Regions from separate parts of the Ovis canadensis genome. Here region 2 is linked to region 1. The links are chromatin contacts, called in public Hi-C maps. All regions are on one chromosome and are shown on one strand. The core of a region is the stretch at or near the end of the contact, and the rest is flanking DNA. Distances in the headings are between cores, read along the strand shown.

What was found. Hi-C and Micro-C count contacts between places; a contact is called where the count stands out from the background.
Region 2: a Hi-C map of fibroblasts shows a contact between it and region 1, with 3 times the contacts expected there. The contact joins the enhancer-like site here to the promoter of TP53TG5 in region 1. A contact is called at or near these places in 2 of 2 Hi-C or Micro-C datasets (fibroblasts and lung).

What each region holds. Positions count from the first base shown.
Region 1 is chr13:88,991,055-88,994,006 of ARS-UI_OviCan_v2, forward strand. It overlaps TP53TG5 (TP53 target 5), which reads right to left and starts at 1,522. Exons shown (of 4, transcript XM_069547075.1): 1 at 1,475-1,522; 2 at 1,131-1,205; 3 at 798-928. The coding sequence starts at 1,522. All of the region lies in intron 2 of SYS1 (SYS1 golgi trafficking protein), which reads left to right.
Region 2 is chr13:89,065,620-89,068,571 of ARS-UI_OviCan_v2, forward strand. No RefSeq gene overlaps it. Among named protein-coding and RNA genes, the nearest start is that of PIGT, 48 kb to the left of the region's middle. Within about 2 kb of position 1,497, the one cell type or tissue checked has open chromatin away from gene starts, as enhancers often do. A contact at or near this core is called in fibroblasts, where this site is marked.

The DNA.
Region 1 (2,952 bases), core at 272-2,771:
GTCCTGTCAGAGCCTTAGTTCCCTCATTTGAAAACAGATAATTCTGTCCACCTAGTAGGGTTTTTATGGAGTAGATTAGGTGGGAAAATGCTCTGCAGGGTACCTGGCCCTTGAAGAGTGAAAGTGAAAGTCGCTCAGTTGTGTCCGACTCTGTGACCCTATGGTCTATACAGTCCAGGGAATTCTCCAGACAAGAATACTGGAGTGAGTAGCCTTTCCCTTCTCCAGGGGATTTCCCCAACCCAATCCATGGAATTCTCCAGGCCAGAATACTGGAGTGAGAAGCCTCTCCCTTCTCCAGGGGATCTTCCCAACCCAGGGATTGAACCCAGGTGGATTCTTTACCAACTGAGCTATCAGGGAAGCCCTTAGCAGGTGCCTTATAAATGTCAGCTTTCTTAGTGGGAGGGAGCTGGGCCTCAGCAGGATGACTAGTCTGTGGGTAAATCTGTGGGTGGTGATGAATTGGGAGGGGCAGGAAGGGGGCCCGCTTGCTCAGAGCCCCAGATGGTAGTTAGTCCCATGATTGGATGATTATGACCATACTTATGACAGCAGCTCTGATTTCAGCTGGGAACAGCTTCAAATCCTAGCTCTGCCACTTAGCAGTTCAGTTAATGGAACAAGTTACAGCATCTCTTGAGCCCCAACTCTCCATCACTAAAATAGGGCTACTAAATGGCTCCCTTTCTTCCAGAGCCTTATCAAAAAGCGGGTTTCTAAACTAGCACAGTGCCTGTTCCTAGTAAAGACGGCTATCGGGCCCATGATGGGGGCCATGGGTGGGCCAAGCTCACCCAGAGGAGAGCCCCAGGATCTTTGGAACCCTGAGCAGTGAATTCCAACACCTTCTGGCCAGGTTATGCAGTTCTTGGATCCGAGGGTTCGAGCTTTTGAGCAGCTTCAAGAGTGACAAGTGTTTTAATACCTGCTAGGGATGAAGAGACAGAAAAAAAGAATTGGAAGCTTCAGCTTTCTTGGGATAGCCTCCCAACCCCCACCTGGAGTTTGGCTCAGCTCAGCTCATGGTGAGGCCGGTTGACTCCTTCCGGGTCACCCATGGCAGCCCTGAGCAGCATAGTGTGGGGGCTCAGGCTTTCTTTAGTGGGCACCCAAATGCGGCATCTCACCATTTTAAGTCGGTTCCGTGCGATTACTTTGCTGACAGGCTGATGTATCTTGTCCTGTGGTTCCTTAGCTTGCATCTGACAAGAGAGAGGGAAAGAGCAGGTGAGGGGAAATGCTAACACAGGATGAGCCCCCTGAACGCCCGTTAATGCCTCTCCACTGGGCGGGTTGATAAACCCTAGACTGTGATTTTTGTCACCTTGGTTTGGGGGTGGAAATGGGGAGCCTGTTATAACTCTCTTGACCCCCTTCACCTCTCCCCCTCCCCCTAGGCAGAAAGACCCCCACCCTGGGCGTGGTTGGATGCTTTGTTGAGACCTCCACTAGATCCAGTCCCAAGTCCAACCTTGGAAACCACCTTATTCTTGGGCCTCTTCTTTGTCAGTGGACGCATGCTGGAGCTGTGGCACATATTGGACAGATGGCGCAAGACTGGTACCTGGCCCTGCCTGCGCCTGTCTGCCCCCAGCTCAGCCCACACTCAGGCTGGGCGTCAGGATGCTTGTGCTGGTGCTCCCAGGGAGGGGGGCTGTGACATCACTGAAATGTGTGACAGTGGCAGGTCTCCAAGGAGTATGTGTGTGGCAGGGGTGGAGGGTGAGAAGGTGACTCCTGTCTGTGCAGATACCTGGTGGGTGCCAGGCAGAGGCACACACTGTCACTATTTCCCTGCAAGGTAGGAAGATTCTCCCCCACTTTTTTAAATGAAGAAATCAGGGTTCAAAGAAATTAAATAATTTCCTCAAGGCCAACACAGCTGGAGAGTGGTGGAGCTGGAAACATAAGGTCTGGCAGTCAGCCCGCGAAACCTGGTTCTCACCTGTGCTCGTCTGTTCATTCATGTCATGCGTGTTCGCTCATGTGCATCTGCTGTGTGTCCGGTGTGTTCTGAGTGCTGGAATAAAAAAAAATTCTGCCATCAAGGAACTTTCATTCTAGTGGAGAAGAGACAGTATGTGTTCTTGTAAAGATTCAATAATGGGCTGTCTGAAATAAAGTATGTGTATGTGTGTGTGAATGTGTGTTTATCATAAATTTTACTGAAAGAAATCGAAAATAATAAAATTCTACAAATACTCGTATTGTGAATCCCGTAGGGCCAATTTACTCTTACAGTATACTTTTCTCAAGTTTTGCCTAACTCTTGCATCCATAGTCCACTTATGGTTGTAATAGACGAACAGGTATCATTCCAACATGAATGTTGATGTTTTCATTCATACTAAAGAGTAAGAAGAAAATGAAAAAGTGGAGGAATGAAGATTTTGGAATTCATTTCTCAGTGATCCGATCGACTTGCTCACTGCCACTGTTTTCAAATACTGGGAATGTATTTGCTCAGCCTTTTTTGGGTATGTGTGGCTATTTACAGTGTATAGGCATACCTCAGAGATATGGCGGGTTCAATTCCAGACCACTGCAATAAAGTGAATTACCAGAGTCTTTTGGTTTCCCAGTGTATATAAAAGTTACACTATACTGTAGTCTATTAAATGTGCAATAATAGCATTATGTCTGAAAAATGTGCATACCTTAATTTAAAAATACTTAATTGATAAAAAACCCTTATCATCATCTGAGCCTTCAGTGAGTTGTAGGAGTAACATCAAGGCTCGCAAGTCACCGTAACAAGTAGAATAGTGAAAAGGTTTGGAATATTGCGAAAATTAGCAAAAAGAGACACAGAGACGTGAAGTGAGCAAATGCTGTTGGACTTGCTGAATACAGGGTTTCTGCAAACCCTCAGTTTGTAAAAACCTCACTCTCTGTGAAGTGCAGGAAAGTGAAATACCATGAGATCTGCCTGTAACAGCTATAGACAGG
Region 2 (2,952 bases), core at 247-2,746, 75 kb after region 1:
TCTCTTGGTTTTTTGATGATCCAACAGATGTTGGCAATTTGATCTCTGGTTCCTCTGCCTTTTTAAAATTCAACTTGAACATCTGGAAGTTCACGGTTCATGTACTATTGAAGCCTATGATTTTGAGCATTACTTTGTTAGCAGGTGAGATGAGTGCAACTGTGTGGTAGTTTGAACATTGTTTTGTATTATCTTTCTTTTGTATTGAAATGAAAACTGACCTTTTCCAGTTCCGTGGCCACTGCTGAGTTTTCCAAATTTGCTGGCATACTGAGTGCAGCATTTTAACAGCGTCACCTTTTAGGATCTGAAATAGCTCAATTATATTTTGATCACCTTCACTTCCTGGTGGCTCAGCGGTTAAAGCGTCTGCCTCCAATGCAGGAGACCCGGGTTTGATCCCTGGTTCGGGAAGATACCCTGGAGAAGGAAATGGCAATCCACTCCAGTATTCTTGCCTGGAGAATCCCATGGACAAAAAAGTCTAGTAGGTTACAGTCCACGAGGTCACAAAGAGGCGGACATGACTGAGCGACTTCACCTTCACCTCTACTAGCTTTGTTCGTAGTAATGCTTCCTAAGGCCCACTTGACTTCACACTCCAGGATGTCTGGCTCTAGGGGAGTGATCACCCCATCATTGTAATCTGGGTCATGAAGATCTTTTTTGTATAATACTTCTGTATATTCTTGCCACCTCTTCTTAATATCTTCTGCTTCTGCTAGGTCCATACCATTTCTGTCCTTTATTGTGCCCATTTTTGCATGAAATGTTCCCTTGGTATCTCTAATTTTCTTGAAGAGATTTCTAGTCTTTCCCATTATACTGTTTTCCTCTATTTCTTTGCATTGATCACTGAGGGTGGCTTTCTTATCTCTCCTTGCTATTCTTTGAAACCCTGCATTCAAATGGTTATATCTTTCCTTTTCTCCTTTGCCTTTAGCTTCTCTTCTTTTCTCAGATATTTGTAAGGTCTTCCCAAACAACCACTTTGCCTTTTTGCATTTCTTTTTCTTGGGGATGGTCTTGATCACTGCCTCCTGTATAATATCACAAGCTTCTGTCCGTATTTCTTCAGGTACTCTATCAGATCTAATCCCTTAAATCTATTTGCACTTATTGCATTTATTTAATCCCTTAAATCTATTTGCATTTATTAAGTCCCTGCAAAGCAGTGTTCTCAGTAGCCAAAATGGGGCAAAATATCTTGCCTTCTTTGAGGGAGATAGATAATAGCAAAGAAGGGGGGAAACCCTATGGTAAGTTATGAGTTTTTTGAAGGTAGAGAGTGGTGGGGAGAAAGGATGTTGTGCTCTTTCTGTAAAGGTCAGAGAAACTGTGAAAAGGAGAGGTTTGAGTGGAGGCTTTGGTCCAAGTGCCTGGTGTGTTTGAATAGCAGTCAGGACCGTGGCTGTTGGGGCCGAGTGAGTGGAATGGAGGGCAGTGGAAGGGAATGAGGCAGAGAGGCCACGGGGACAAGTTATGCTTGTGAAACTTACTGAGTCAGAATTTGACTCAGAACGATGGGGAGTCATGAGGATTTGGTAATGGGAGCCACGGGATAGAACTGGGATCTTCGAGACTGCAGTTTAGGCTGCCCTCTAGAGGGCGAAGGAGAGAGACAGAGGTCCAGTGAGCAGGCTGCTGTGGTCCAGGTGAGTCAGGATGGAGCCTGTACCTATGTTGGTCCAGGTGAGTCAGGATGGAGCTTGTACCTATGTTGTTTTCTGGATCGATGTCAGTTCTTTGGAGACATGAATGTCTTCTCTTTGAGCTTTTTATGGAAGTGTCTTTACCCACTCACGATACATTCAATCATTAGCCATTGGTGATTGTTCAGAGTCAAAGGGTTTCACTAGCATCAAGATGAAGATTTTATTGTGCTGTATACTTTTATTTTTTAAATATCTCACTATTGGGATTTTACCAGAAAAAAAATATGTATATGAAAGAAGTACCAAGGTTTAGGAACTCTTCCAGGAAATGGATGGAAAACAAATACAATATTTCTTATTATAAATCACAGTATCAATATAGTGTACCCAGCTGAATAATTACTGACATGTGGTGAATACTTTTTACCTGTGTCGTACTGCGTGTTTTTTGGCAGAGTGTTTTGAAGCTAATCAAAGGAATCATACCAATTAATCTTAGAATACTTCATGAAGGAGATATAAATTTGTACACAATTGCCACATCATGGTCACAACTAGCAATATGAAAATAAGGTCCCAGGAAGCAGATTGTCAAGTGGCTTTTCAACCTGACCAGCCCCACCACCCTAACATTCTCTACTGCAAACCGACTGGTGGCTTCAGTTGTTGACCTTGTAGGCCGAGCTGTGATGACTATCCTCATATCTGACCCGCTGCCTCTGCAATTCCAGAGGCTTCTCAGATGGTCTTCTGTCATGAGTCCCTGCAAGGACTGGAAGATTGGGTGTTTCTGCAACACCAAGGCTGGACACTGGAGACCTTTATATATGGTGACTGTTTGGGGAATCAGAACAGCTTCCACACATCACAGGACTGCATGAAGTCCTGCTGACACGTGTCCGGGTCCCAGAGGTGAGAGAAATGACAGGGCAGTTTGAGAGGGGAAGGGCTGGGGAAACAGGTGGAGCTCAGGGCACCACACACCGTTCACACCTACATGGTGTCTTTCCTCCTTGCTGTGTCCCAGGAGAAGCGGCTGAATTGTCCTGTGAAACCACATACTGAGCACGTCCTTCAGGGGCCAGCTTGGCAGAAGGTTATCCGCTGGAATGTCCATCATGATAACCGGAGCCTACTCACACGCTCCCCTTTCCAAGATGGGAACACTGAGTCAGCTACTCTAGGAAGCCTGTCTGTAGTGCTTCTGCACACCCAATCTAGGCTTGGAAAACTCACTAACTTCTTGTTGGTCATCCCAGCCCCGGGAAGACTGCGCATGCACATTTCCAGGAAAGTT